2 separate regions of the Mus musculus genome follow, and region 1 is linked to region 2. Evidence: chromatin contacts called from public Hi-C data. All regions are on one chromosome and are shown on one strand. The core of a region is the stretch at or near the end of the contact, and the rest is flanking DNA. Distances in the headings are between cores, read along the strand shown.

Region 1 (7,379 bases), core at 3,505-6,004, 3.1 Mb before region 2:
TACAGGCATTAAATTGAAACTGTGCAGAACACTGGTACAGAGATAGCCCAAATGATGGTATACACTAGATGCATTCATGTCTCTGCACAAATCCTCTCATGGCTAATGTAATGTGCTCTCAGGTGGCTCTGCTTAATTCAACCAGGAATATACACCTGGCCACAAACGTTATACTCCCCCTCGCTGGCCAGGAATCTATGATGTGCTTGACCTTAATGAAAAAAAAAATGTCCAATTAGAGTTTTATGTGGAAGAAAAGTCAGATGGTTTCCAGTTTTGTAGCTAAAAGGTCATGCAGTAACTCTGAACTCTGTGCTTGCCCATGCAAAGGAAATTGATTTGAGGGAAGAAAATAATGCAAACTCAGAATGCCATTAAGGACAGCACTCCTGCCTTTGGTCCTTCAGTACATTCTCAAAAACGTCTTGTTACGGATTGTGCACAGTTCTACGAGTCAGGAGCACCACAATGAGCTCCAGTCCCTGTTCTCTGGAAAGCCATGCTTGTCAGGAGAGATCAGCAGAGACGAAGATATACCAGCAGGTGTTTAGCATATCCCTAGCATGGAAACTACAGCAATTAAAAGAAAGGCAATTCTGCAGTTCAAGATTAACTACAAGGAATCACTCTTCACGTGTTTTTCCTATGGTTGCAGGAATCTAGTCCAGCCTGATGACTAATTAGTACTGAGTAGGTGTGCTGAGTTCATCCTACAATGATCTACAATGCTCCAAAGTGAACTAAATGTTTTCTACAAATTGACGGTGACGATAGGAGACAATCATTAATCTGTATTCTTGTGTACTTTCATGAAAGAGACAAAAGATACTACAATTTCAACATATTAGTTTTAATGAATGCTAACCTTATGAAGTTAATTTCGAGTGATTATATTGTTGGAAGCAGCTATTTTTCAACATCATTTCCTTAAGAACATGGAACCCAAAAAGAAAAGTCTATATCTAAGAGAATCTTCCTTGGTGTTTCACAAATTTCTAATTCAAGATTATTATTTTATATGAATAAAAGTGTATTAGAGATAGATTTGAGATATGGAATTCACTCCTATTACCTACTTATAGGGGGTTAATTTGTTTCACACTAACTCCATTTTGTTGCTCTGACTGGATCTCTCTATGTAGCCTTGTGGGTCATGAACTTCAGTTCTTTCTGCTTCCACTTCCTGAATGCTGTGATTTCAGGCGTGTAGCATCACACTTGTTAGGACACCAAGAGATAAGACAATGGAAGCACATATTTTATAGAAGCCAATATAATTTACATTTTTTAATTCTCCCAACACACACACACACAGAGAGAGAGAGAGAGAGAGAGAGAGAGAGAGAGAGAGAGAGAGAGAGACAGAGACAGAGACAGAGACAGAGACAGACAAAGACAGAGAGACAGAGAGACAGAGAGACAGATAGACAGAGACAGACAGAGAGAGACAGATACAGAGTGGAGGGGGGGGGGTCAGAGATGAGATTGTAAGGGAGGTCAACATGGGAGCCTATGTATGTATGATTTTGAAGCTTTTTTTTCCCCCTGAATGGTAGGGTAGGTCTTGCTTAATGGATATTTCCCTAGTGGTCTTTGAATTAAAATGGTGTAATAAATTAAGACACAAGTAGATTAGGTCAGATTATCCATTGACTATGTAAGGGTGCAAAAAAAATAACATGCAAAAGTATAGAAGTAGCCTTTTACATTCTAATAAATTATTTTAATGAACTCTTTTAGAAGATGTTTTATGATAGCGAAATTGATAAAAGTTGGAATTATATATCATCTCCTAAAAAACGAGTGAAGTGTCTTAACTATGTGCCATATGTTAATATTTTTATTATAGTATTATTTAAAATATTCATCAACTTGAGCATTTGTAATAAACACATTCCCCAGCTCACCAATATTTTCAAAGCACTTGTATATGAGGAAATACAGTTCTTAGCAGCCACCAGGAAAATAGCTGTGTTTCATCAGATATGATGGGAAATTGCCCCCATTTGGCATTCTGTAATTTCTGTTGGATATTCATATGTGAAAAAGAATCAATTTCAGTGCTCAAGAGACAGAGGTATAGATATTAGAATTAGTAAACATTAGTCGTTTAATGACATAGAAATGAGAACTGAGCTTTATATAGGCTGTGGAAACTAGAAGAAATTGTATAAGCAAGTCCCAACTGTGAGGTGAAGGCAGCCAAAATCTTTCACAGGCTTTTGTGTGTGTGTGTGTGTGTGTGTTTGTACTTTAAAAATTGATGACATTGAAAAAAACGTGTTCAACAGCATTCTTGTTCTACACTCATGCTACAAGGCCACTTTCAAGAGTCCTGTCATCTGTATATTCTAACACATGCCAGATGAAAGGCCACTTTCAAGTGTCCTGTCATCTGTAAATTCCAACACATGCCAGATGAAAACCTTGAACTTTGCCCCATCATTGATGGGGAAATAAATGTTTAATCATTCATATTTAAATAAATCCCATTTCAGAACATCCATGTCACATTGACTTTTACTTGCTACTACATCATCAATAAAAAGTATCTTTTTTTAAGTGGAGGTTTCTTTTTTCCATAGCATGTGGAAAGTAAGTTTCAGTAAGTAAAGCCATAGCTAAAGCAACAAACATCTTTGGAGTGAACACTACAAAACAAAGACACATGAAAGGTGTTTTAGTCCACACATTTTTTTTTTAAATCTGGCATGAATTTTTTTGTGCTGACAGTGTTCACCTTTAATATCATCAGTTTACTCTATCAATTCACCTTTGCCATGCTCCTTAGAGCCAAGATATATGGGAGTATATTTGGAATCTTTGCATCAAAAGTAAGCATGAAAATCAAATGAAGTAAAAATAGACCCAAAAGTCAAAGAAAGTCAGGTAATATAGAGAGGATGATATGAGGTTCCTTCAGGGTTATATTTCCCCAGCCCTGAAGCGAAAGGCATGTGTGTGATTTCATACTTGCCTACGTGGAATATGGCAACCCCAGGAATTAAGTTGTGCAGCCACTCAACAAGGCTTGAAGCATCTCTTGACTCCTCAGCCTACTACTGCAGTTGGGTTTCTCTTACATCTGACTCTTGAAAATAATAATGATAATAATAATAATAATAAGGATAGTTTGTTGGCAGTATTTCTTGCATAAATTTCTTTGAAACCAAATTGGGAAACCTCATTAGGGGAACTGCTATGACAAATGTCCCTTCCACACCCAAGTTTTCACACAGCAAAGACTCACAAAGAAGGCATTATTGACCTAGAAAACATTGATAAAAGTTTGAATTTTGCCCCATAAAACTGAAACGCTGTATTTAAAAAGAACAAGCTTGATGTCATGGTGCTTTGGTCATGTTCTGGGTCACTGGAGATACTTTATTAATCATCTTAAAGGACACTGAGTATTTTGAAGAACAAACTGAAACATTTTAAGTATGACATTCTAAATCCCCACTTCACAGAATACCAAAGTGGTTACCATTCTGAATCAACTATGTTTGTGTGCCTATGTGTTACATAAAACTGAACAGGGCCATCTTTCTGGGCCTGACCAATTCTATTCTCTCCTTTATAATGATAATAATATGGGCCCTAGACTGTGATTAAATATGCCTATACAGCAGACAAATGAACAAAACCTCATAAAAGAAGGGGCAACGTATCTCCATGCCCCTCTCATAAAGATTGTCATGAACAATTTAAAAGCCCTGTGTCTTTTCAAGAGATAAGCTGGAGTTCCTTGAAAAACTTCTGAAAATATGGTCCAGTTGATGTGTTATGCTTACAATGATAATACATACATAATTTCACTTGTCTTGGGCAATTCGATGTTTTCACATCTAAAAGGAATAGTGAGAGTCACAGAGATGTCTCCCACGGAACTCCCCCTATCTCTCATGTTTGGGAGTTCGTGGGAATGCCACCCTTTCTCCAAGACAGTTGGCTAATGAACAGGATCTATTAAAAAGAACTGCGTTGGTTTGCCCTGCAGATTGGATGGAGGAACATTGAGCAACTGCATTAACAAGACTGCAGTGGAGGCAGTCAGTGGTCCCCTGGATCATGGAGCACTTTCATGAGTGCAAGCATCTTCCTAATGTCCTCATCTCATTTGTCACCAATTGGTATCTGACTCCTCTCCCTCAAATCTCCACCCCCTTCCAACCATGCTACAGTCTCATCACCACCCCCCTCAAACCCCCACGTTAGCAAGTAAAAAGAGATGAGGAAATGTTAGTACTTTCAGTTTGTCACCTATGTTGGCGGTTTCTACAAACCACTTGGAATGGCTCCTGGTAAGCATTCAGTGATGTTGCCCCCGATACAGTTCACATGCTCTTAATTTGATCATCTCCCCCCACCCCATCCCCTTTAGTTTGAGCTGTAATTTTCCAAACAGCCATCTCTCATTTGCAAAAGTTAGAAATCAATCCACCGATACAGAATGCTGACTTCCTGACAGGATCTCTCTTAGTGGAGCTGGCAAATTGTGACCAATAAATAGAAAACGGAGAGGGTGGGAGGGAGGGAGGGAGGGAGAGAGAGAGAGAGAGAGAGAGAGAGAGAGAGAGAGAGAGAGAGAGAGAGAGAGAGAGAGAAGAGGAGAGAGGAGAGAGAGAGGAGAGAGAGAGGAGAGAAGAGAGGAGAGAGAGGAGAGAGAGAGAGAGAGAGAGAGAGAGAGAGAGAGAGAGAGAGAGAGAGAGAGAGAGAGAGAGAGAGAGAGAATCACTTGCTTCCTAAGCAGGGATTTGCCTGCGATGCGCGGCGAGAGGACTGCGGCGGCTGATTTACACAGTTGGCGCGGAGGAGGGGCCGGGGGTGCGGGGGGACAAGCTGGCGGAGGCTCCAGCGATGGGCTGATCTGGGGGCTCCGGAGCGCCGCTCCCTCGGTGCGCGATTTGGGGGCGGCTGGTGGCTTTGCATTCGGGTTCCAGCCCTGCGTTTTCTGTATTGCCTTCTAGTCCCTGACCTGGCGCTCCCAGTTTAGAGGCAGACGTTCGGTAAGTAACGTGTAATCTGATTTTAGTTATTTCCTAGGCCATCAAAGCGGTACTTTTAAAGCAGGTCAGTCTTTAAAAGATGCGGTCGCCGCCACTGTCGCCGCCGCCGGGAGCGTCTCCTTGGCCTGGAACGCTCGCCCCCCTCCTCTGCCCACCGCTCCCTGTCCTCTGGCTGAAGAAGTGAAGGCGCTCCAATGGTGGGCTGTCAGGGGATTCACAACCCGCCAACGGGATCACATCGCCTTCGTGTTCTGCCTGAGATTTCCCAACGCCAAGTGCAATGTGGTGTGTACAGCCATACTGTTGTATCTGTGTCCTCACCCCCACCCCCCACCCCCCACCCCGCCACCTGACCAATGCTGGGATCTGAGATCTAGTCGCCCCCTTCCTGCCTTCTTTCTGTCTCTCCCCACCCTGTCTTCTCTCATCTCCATGCCACCCACCCCCACTCCCACCCATCCAAAGGGCAAAGAGCAAAGACACTCGGGAAAGCCAAGGGCTAGCTCTATCTCCTCGAGTAGACCGAGGCCGCAGGCAGGGATTGCGCTGTGAGAGAGACAAGCTTTCAGCGAGATACAGATAAAGAGAAATGCAGAAAGGGACCCGGGCTCTCGGGAACCGGGGCGCTTGCCACTGAAGGAAGAGCATCAAGATCTTTGATCAGGCCATCCAGGTCCTGGGACACTTGCACAGCCTGCCTGCCATCCGGAGCAAGCACAGAGAGCAGTGGTCCTGAGCCCACGGTCGCCAGCTTCACCGCGCTAGGTGCGCGCTCGGCTCTCCCATCGCTATGCAGCGACCATTTCCCTCTAAGTCTAAAGGTGGACCACTCTGAAAGGATTACAAGCGTGATTTGGTAGCCTTTCTGAAAGTTGGTGGCTGGAAGAGGGGAAGATACTGGGCGACAGAATGACGGATACAATGCAGCCTCGCGGAGAGTTTGCCCCTCCCGCTGAGAAGCCCCTTGGAGCGAACCTCGGAGATCCTGAGCGCTCTGCACCATAGGTACTCATCGACATCCGTTCCTACTTTGCCTGATTGCAATCAGTGTATGTCTTATGTAGGATATGTACTGTAGAACGCATTGACTTTGGCTGCTGGATCTTCTATACACTCACAGGTGCTAGGATTTTTTAAAAATTATATATATATATATATATATATATATATATATATATAATTTTAAGAATTGGATTCAATAGATGTAAGGACGTTGATGAAAGAAGGGCTTCTGGAGACTAATATAACCTCAAACCTGTTTTTCAGGGGAAAGAAATCTTAACTCTAACATATAGGCCAGGTGGCCAAGAGGAAAACCCCTCCCCCCGTGGAGCGCTGGGTTGTATTTTAAGAGACAGAAGGAAAACGGGGATGGATATATATATATATATATATATATATATATATATAATTTTTTTCTAAAGAGACTCCTTGTATGCCTTGCCTGTCAGTAGCGGAGTAAAAAAAGATTCTATAGAAGGCTCATAGCTCTTCAGAAAATGAATGATGCAGCATTTTAATTATTTGTTCCAGGGAGATCGTTTCGCTTCCATATTGGAATATTTAATCTTAGATCTGGAATGAAGGGGAGTACTGAAGAGGGGGGGTAGGAAAGGGGCTTGCTGTGTAGAAAGAGCTTCTTGTCCTTCTCTGGACAAATCAATGGTGCCGGCGCTCCCAGCAGGACACAGAAGAAACCAGCCAGAGGGCCCAGCATCCCCTAACTTTCAGAGCCCTTCCCACCCTTTAAACATGCTATGCTAAAATAAAGGCAAGAGAACTCATGAAAGGCCTTTAGAACATGGCCAAAGTCCAGCACTAAGGACTGTGGTTCCAGAGACTACTGGGACGTGGTTGCAGAGGCCATTTACTGTGACTGTGAAGCCCAGGACAGCCTCCTGATTACCTATTCATTCCATTAGAGCCTGGGTTCCCACAGGATCCCTGAAGCAGCTGCTGCCTTTGCAGACTGGGTGACCAAGGAGATGGGTTCAGGGTACTGGAGAGGGAGGTAAAACTGGTCCGTCCCGAGCAGTTTTCAGTGTACACTGAGGGTTTTCAATGTAAGCTTGTTTCCTGGTGGAGACCTCTCTGAGAAAAGGGTGGGTCTGGGATGTGAAGGGTACAGAATGTTAAGAGACTCTTACAGCCTGCTGCTTACTGAGTTCCATTGCTATTTCCAATCTTAGTTACTGTGGGGTAATGGACAGATGCATGGATATTTTTAATGCAAGCTATCATCCAGATCTCAGACTGACTTTAAGCAATGCTTTGCTCAATTAGATGAAATAGATTTTAAAGTGGTAAGAAATTCATAGCTATGTTCCTCCTCCTCCTCCTCCTCCTCCTCCTCCTCCTCCTCCTCCTCCT
Region 2 (7,667 bases), core at 3,264-5,763:
CCACAATTACTCTGATACCTAAAACACAAAAAGACCCAACAAAGATAGAGAACTTCAGACCAATTTCCCTTACGAATATTGATGCAAAAATCCTCAATAAAGTTCTTGCTAACCGAATCCAAGAACACATCAAAACAATCATTCATTCTGACCAAGTAGGTTTCATCCCAGGGATGCAGGAATGGTTCAATATACGGAAATCAATCAAAGTAATCCAGCATATAAACAAACTCAAAGACAAAAACCACATGATCATCTCGTTAGATGCTGTGAAAGCATTTGACAAAATCCAACACCCATTCATGATAAAAGTCTTGGAAAGATCAGGAATTCAAGGCCCATACCTAAACATGATAAAAGCAATCTACAGCAGACCAGTAGCCAACCTCAAAGTAAATGGTGAGAAGCTGGAAGCAATCCCACTAAAATCAGGGACTACACAAGGCTGTCCACTCTTGCCCTACCTATTCAACAATGTACTTGAAGTCCTAGCCAGAGCAATTAGACAACAAAAGGAGATCAAGGGGATACAAATTGGAAAGGAAGAAGTCAAAATATCACTTTTTGCAGATGATATGATAGTATATATAAGTGACCCTAAAAATTCCACCAGAGAACTCCTAAGCCTGATAAACAGCTTCAATGAAGTAGCTGGATATAAAATTAACTCAAACAAGTCAATGGCCTTTCTGTACACAAAGGATAAACAGGCTGAGAAAGAAATTAGGGAAACAACACCCTTCTCAATAGTCACAAATAATATAAAATACTTTGGCGTGACTCTAACTAAGGAAGTGAAAGATCTTTATGATAAGAACTTCAAGTCTCTGAAGAAAGAAATTAAAGAAGATCTCAGAAGATGGAAAGATCTCCCATGCTCATGGATTGGCAGGATCAATATAGTAAAAATGGCTATCTTGCCAAAAGCAATCTACAGATTCAATGCAATCCCCATCAAAATTCCAACTCAATTCTTCAACGAATTAGAAAGGGCAATCGGCAGATTCATCTGGAAAAACAAAAAACCTAGGATAGCAAAAACTCTTCTCAAGGATAAAAGAACCTCTGGTGGAATCACCATGCCTGACCTAAAGCTGTACTACAGAGCAATCGTGATTAAAAACTGCATGGTACTGGTATAGTGACAGACAAGTAGACCAATGGAACAGAATTGAAGACCCAGAGATGAACCCACACACCTATGGTCACTTGATCTTTGACAAGGGAGCTAAAACCATCCAGTGGAAGAAAGACAGCATTTTCAACAATTGGTGCTGGCACAACTGGCGGTTATCATGTAGAAGAATGCGAATTGATCCATTTCTATCTCCTTGTACTAAGGTCAAATCTAAGTGGATTAAGGAACTCCACATAAAACCAGAGACACTGAAACTTATAGAGGAGAAAATAGGGAAAAGCTTCGAAGATATGGGTACAGGGGGAAAATTCCTGAATAGAACAGCAATGGCTTGTGCTGTAAGATCAAGAATCGATAAATGGGACCTCATGAAACTGCAAAGCTTCTGCAAGGCAAAAGACACCGTCAATAAGACAAAAAGACCACCAACAGATTGGGAAAGGATCTTTACCTACCCCAAATAGGATAGGGGACTAATATCCAATATATATAAAAAGAACTCAAGAAGGTGGACTCCAGAAAATCAAATAACCCCATTAAAAAATGGGGCTCAGAGCTGAACAAAGAATTCTCACCTGAGGAACACCGAATGGCAGAGAAGCACCTGAAAAAATGTTCAACATCCTTAATCTTCAGGGAAATGCAAATCAAAACAACACTGAGATTCCACCTCACACCAGTCAGGATGGCTAAGATCAAAAATTCAGGTGACAGCAGATGCTGGCAAGGATGTGGGGAAAGAGGAACACTCCTCCATTGTTGGTGGGATTGCAAGCTTGTACAACCACTCTGGAAATCAGTCTGGTGGTTCCTCAGAAAATTGGACATAGTACTACCGGAAGATCCCGCAATACCTCTCCTGGGCATATATCCAGAAGATAGCCCAACCGTTAAGAAGGACACATGCTCCACTATGTTCATAGCAGCCTTATTTATAATAGCCAGAAGCTGGAAAGAACACAGATGCCCCTCAACAGAGGAATGGATACAGAAAATGTGGTACATTTACACAATGAAGTACTGCTCAGCTATTAAAAAGAATGAATTTATGAAATTCCTAAGCAAATGGATGGACCTGGAGGGCATCATCCTGAGTGAGGTAACCCAATCACAAAAGAACACACATGATATGTACTCACTGATAAGTGGATATTAGCCCAGAAACTTAGGATACCCAAGATATAAGATATAATTTGCTAAACGCATGAAACTCAAGAAGAACGAAGACCAAAGTGTGGACACTTTGCTCCTTCTTAGAAATGGGAACAAAACACCCATGGAAGGAGTTACAGAGACAAAATTTGGAGCTGTGACGAAAGGATGGACCATCTAGTCTTGCCATATCCAGGGATCCATCCCATAATCAGCTTCCAAACGCTTACACCATTGCATACACTAGCAAGATTGTGCTGATAGGACCCTGATATAGCTGTCTCTCGTGAGACTATGCTGGGGCTTAGCAAACACAGAAGTGGATGCTCACAGTCAGCTATTGGATGGGTCACACGGCCCCCGATGGAGGAGCTAGAGAAAGTACCCAAGGAGCTAAAGGGAACTGCAACCCTATAGGTGGAACAACAATATGAACTAACCAGTACCCACCGGAGCTCTTGACTCTAGCTGCCTATGTATCAAAAGATGGCCTAGTTGGCCATCACTGGAAAGAGAGGCCCATTGGACTTGCAAACTTTATATGCCCCAGTACAGGGGAACGCCAGGGCCAAAAAGGGGAGTGGGTGGGTAGGGGATTGGGGGGGGTGGGTATGGGGAACTTTTGAGATAACATTGGAAATGTAAACGAGGAAAATACCTAAGAAAAAAAAAGAAAAAAAAAGATTCATCCTTATATTTCTGCTCCACTAGAACCACTCCATGCAATAACTTCTGTATTAGTCAGGGATCTCTAGAGTCACAGAACTTATAGATAGTCTCTATATAGTAAAGGAATTTATTGATGACTTACAGTCTTCAGTCCAATTCCCAACAATGGTCAGTAGCAGCTGTGAATGGAAGTCCAAGAATCTAGCAGTTACTCAGTCCCACACAGCAAGCAGGCAAAAAAAAGAGAGGCTCCCTTCTTCCAATGTCTTTATATGGTCTCCAGCAGAAGGTGTAGCTCAGATTAAAGGTGTATGCCACCACACAGATAACCTTGAACTCAGAGATCTCCCTGTCTTAATCTTCTGGAATCCATAGCCACTATGCCTCAAGATCTCCATACCAAGATCCAGGTCAGAAACTTCTATCTCCCAGCCTCCAGATAAGGGTCACTGGTGAGCCTTCCAATTCTGGATTGTAGTTCATTCCAGATATAGTCAAGTTGACAACCAGGAATAGCCACTACATGTAGCCACTGTGTAAATCAGTATGGTGCTTCAATCAGGACCTGAAAGTAGAGCTACCATGGAATCCAGCTACATCACGTCTAGGATTATACCTGAAGGATCCGCGTTAGCATGCCTCAGAGACACCTGCGCATGCATGTAACTGCTGCGCTCACTGTTCACAGTAGCCAGGTTATAGCGTTAGCTGAGGTGTCCTCAGTGAAAGGATGGGAAGAGATTTGTGTGACATGCTCACAATGGAGTCTTGCTCAGCCACAAAGAGGAAAGTCATAACAGAAAAAAACAGATGGAACTTGAGAGTATCGTTTGTAGCAGAATAAGCCAGACTCGGAAAGACAAATATCGCACCTGTTCTTACATATGAGAAATCAATCCTTAAATAAGACTTAATAGCAGAGGGGAGCTATATGGATTGGAGAGGAGGGCAGACAGTACTTAAAGCAAGGTGATCAAGGAGAAAACACATGATGCACGTATACAAGAATGTCACGGTAAATCCATTACTCTGCACAATCATGCTACACTTACAAACACTATTTAAAATGCTATTGATAATAATAATAATAATAATAATAATAATAATAATAATACACTAAGCTTCAGCTTCAATCTGGCAGCCAAGCCTTGAGGCTTGAAGTGGTTTTCATTATGACAAAACTTAAGGCTGTTGTTTTTATTTAATTGTAACCTTCTTTTCTGCAATTGGAAGAAATGACCTAGACATGGTCTTTCTGGGAAGACAAGATTAACAGACGTGAAGAGAAAGTTCTGCCCACGTCCCTCCGTGCCTCCAGGCATCCGGTTCTCCTCCTTGTAGGCATTTAGACCCACTGAGGCGTGGGAGCGCACACTGAGGCACGCAGCTGGGGTAAGCCCGCACCTGGCCCTCATCCTTGCCTCCCTTGAGATCCGTCATTCAGGAATGCTCTCACATCCCCTCGAGGGGCTTTCACCGTATCTTATCCGCTTTTAGAAGCTGTGTACATAATGCAGTATCCTGTCCTGCAGACTGCTCCCTTCCTGCACTGGAATCCTATGCCTTCGCTCTGCACAGGAACAGGAGGTAGGAGGAGGAAGGGGGGCCGCCTACAGCACAAAAACCGTGGAAAAGATGTAAAACTAAACCAATTGCCCCTGAGTAGCTTTGTTTCATTACTTCCAGTTTAAAACATGATAAGGGTCACGAGTTGTTGCTCCTCCAAAGCCTCCCTTCGCAGTAACTACACTGGAAAATATATGCTACAAGTAAAAATAAAATAAAATTAAATAAAAGCCCCCACCCAAAAGTCACAGAAAGAAAGGGAAAGGAAAAAAGAAAAATGAGATTAAACTTGTGTGGAAATCTGAACTTCAGTGACTGGTTGCCACAGAAAAACACAAACGCACGCAGGAGTTTATCTGCATGCTTGACAGTGATCTATTAGCCTTTTATTAATGCTCTTTTAAAAGTCGTTTTATTCTATTCTACTCTGCCTTTTTACACTAGTAATAACTTTCAGCATCTTGTAAAGTGCTGAACAGCACAGATTTTTATATTTGCTAGGAAAGTTACGGGTTGCTAAGGCGTCTTTGAGAAGTTTCCAGACTCGGTCTGCAAATGGAAGCAGGTGGTAGGTTATCGTGGTTTCTCTTCTAGCTCTTTCCTGCTACTACACACGTTCACCTGTCCAGCTCAGAGTGCTGCACAGTGGTTAGCTAAGCTCCCGTGTTTGATATTTGAACAGAAAAGAGAGAAATAATTCCTTTTCTAAAACACTTACTATATTTTTATTACAAAAGTCACGTTCATAGATTCTTTTAAAAAATAAAGACAAGCACTCCAGTTTGTCACCTATGAATGGCTATAGCATGTTTTACCAGGCACATACTCAGATCTTTTCTTGTGCCCATGACTTATGGTTTACATATTGAGAAAGTCAGGTTATAACAAGGGCTTTTACAAGGAGCTATTTCTAGTTCACGGGTGCTCAGTGTTTCCACACGACTAGTTCTACAATGCAATTGTTAACAGCTAGAGACTAGCCTAGGACTGGAGTGTGATTTATTTCAAATCTTCTATTATCAAACATTTGGATAATATGTCGTTCATTGTTAAGCATTCAAAATAATTTAGAAATATGCAAGCCTTTGACTTCAGGGTTGTATTTTGACACATTACTGTCCAAAAATCATTTAAAGTTTTGTTCTTATTATTTGGGAATGTAGATCTTTGGGGGAAGCTGAGAGATATGTGCCTCTTCTCATTAAGAAAGAGGGGAGAGGAAGAAAGGGAGGGAGGGAGGAAGGGAGAGAGGGAGGAAGGGAGAGAGAGAGAGAGAGAGAGAGAGAGAGAGAGAGAGAGAGATAGAGAGATCTTAAAACAGTCGGGTAACTCAGGAACACTTCAGCAAAACAAACTCTAGTTGAGAATTCGATGCCAGTTTGTCCTTACCAACAATACAAAGTCCTTTGCTCACACACTGACCTTGTTCTGAGACTTTTAGCTGATGGTTAGCTATAAAAATCACAATGTTAAGGCCAGCGAGATAGCTCAGCAGGTCAGCCTTCTCTGTGTAACCCTGACGACCTGAGTTCAAGGTGAAAGGAGAAAACCAACTCCACACAGTTGTCCTCTGGCGTTTGTGTGTACAACATGGTACACACACACACACACACACACACACACACACACACACACACACACACACACAAAGCAGCAGCAGTGTTACCACCACCACCACCAACAACAACAACAAATTAACTCATTAAAGATAACCTCAGAGGCACCAAAATGTGTCATCGCCACATTACAGAGTGAAAACAGACTTCTCTTAGATTAATTTGACCAAGAGTCAAACTCAAATTTCAATTCTGCCTATGTCTCCCATCTGTCTTTTGCCTGTGGTTACTGGCCGATGTGTAACCTCTCAGTTGTACCTGTCTGATGTCTGACTGTCTCTGTGAATCTGTCAGTCTGTGTCCGTCCCTGTTGCTGTCTGTAAAAAGAGGCTTTGCTCTGTATTTATTACACAGCATAGAAAGCATGCCATGGGAAAGGGATGAGAGATCACAAGGCATCTTTAGTGGAGTTTGTAAGGGAAGAGATAACTTTACCTACCCAAACCGAAGCAGACTAGCAAACATGTTATCAAGCTATGTCCACATTTTTTTTAACAACATTTACAGTTTCTGCTTATTTTGTAAGGTTGCTTCTAACCTGTTTGATGCTCTCAGCAAACGATTACCACCACCACCACCATCACCATACACACACACACACATTGCTCTGGGTCAGAGCAGGAATGAGAGCACAACTTAAAAGCTAAAGCTATGCATTTAGCTTAGGTTGTAAAAGCTGATTACATGGGAAGTCCAAGGCAAGTATGGAAGGTTACGATGCTCTCCTAAAGGCAGGTCCAAGTTAAACAGGCTGGGTGCACAGTAGGACAGCACAATGAGTATACAGTCTTATCATCATTATCATCATCATCATCACTATCATCATCATCATTTTGTGTGTGTGTGTGTGTGTGTGTGTGTGTGTATGCACGTGTGCATGCACGAGTAGCTATGAGCACATGTGTGTGCATGCACGAGTAGCTATGAGCACACGAGTGCAGGCATCTACACAGTTCAGAAGAAGGTGGCACATTCCCTGGGACTGGAACTACAGGTCATCGTGAACTGCCTGGTTTCCATACTAGGAACTAACTCAGGTCCTCTGCAAGAGCAGTCAGTCCAGGCTCTTAACCACTGAGCAGCCTCTCCAGCCCAGTCCCTCGAGTGCGCTCAAGAGTATAGTTAACTTTGCTGTGAGTCAGAAAATGTTCAGTCATTGGTGAGTATGACCGCATTTTCATAACATTGTATAACCGCAATGAAATATTTTAGTGTGAAATGGTTTTGAAGTGTTGCTTTTTTTCTTAATTTAGATTTTTTTCGCTAATGAAATTTAAACACTTTTTTTTCTAGACTTGATATAATTTTTGTACTTTGTTTATTCAAAGAATCTACATAATTACTAATATTTTTAAGACTTTATAATAATTGTGGCGGTTTGAATATGCTTGGCCCAGGGAGTGGCACTATTAGGAGGCATGGCCTTGTTGGAGGAAGTGTGTCACTGTGGGGATGAGCTGTAAGACCCTCCTCCTAGCTGCCTGGAAGTCAGTGTTCTCTTGTTTGCATTCTGAACAAGATTTAGA

Evidence for each region. Hi-C and Micro-C count contacts between places; a contact is called where the count stands out from the background.
Region 1: a Hi-C map of nephron progenitors shows a contact between it and region 2, with 3 times the contacts expected there. The contact joins the promoter of Slitrk3 here to the enhancer-like site in region 2. A contact is called at or near these places in 3 of 39 promoter capture datasets (cranial neural crest, maxillary cranial neural crest and second pharyngeal arch cranial neural crest) and 2 of 484 Hi-C or Micro-C datasets (nephron progenitors and palatal mesenchyme).

The regions. Positions count from the first base shown.
Region 1 is chr3:73,055,178-73,062,556 of GRCm38.p6, reverse strand. Slitrk3 (SLIT and NTRK-like family, member 3) reads left to right here and starts at 4,754. Exons shown (of 2, transcript NM_001357851.1): 1 at 4,754-5,009.
Region 2 is chr3:69,909,832-69,917,498 of GRCm38.p6, reverse strand. No RefSeq gene overlaps it. Among named protein-coding and RNA genes, the nearest start is that of Gm35817, 31 kb to the right of the region's middle. Within about 2 kb of position 4,513, at least 10 of the 459 cell types and tissues checked have an H3K27ac peak or open chromatin away from gene starts, as enhancers often do. A contact at or near this core is called in nephron progenitors, where this site is marked.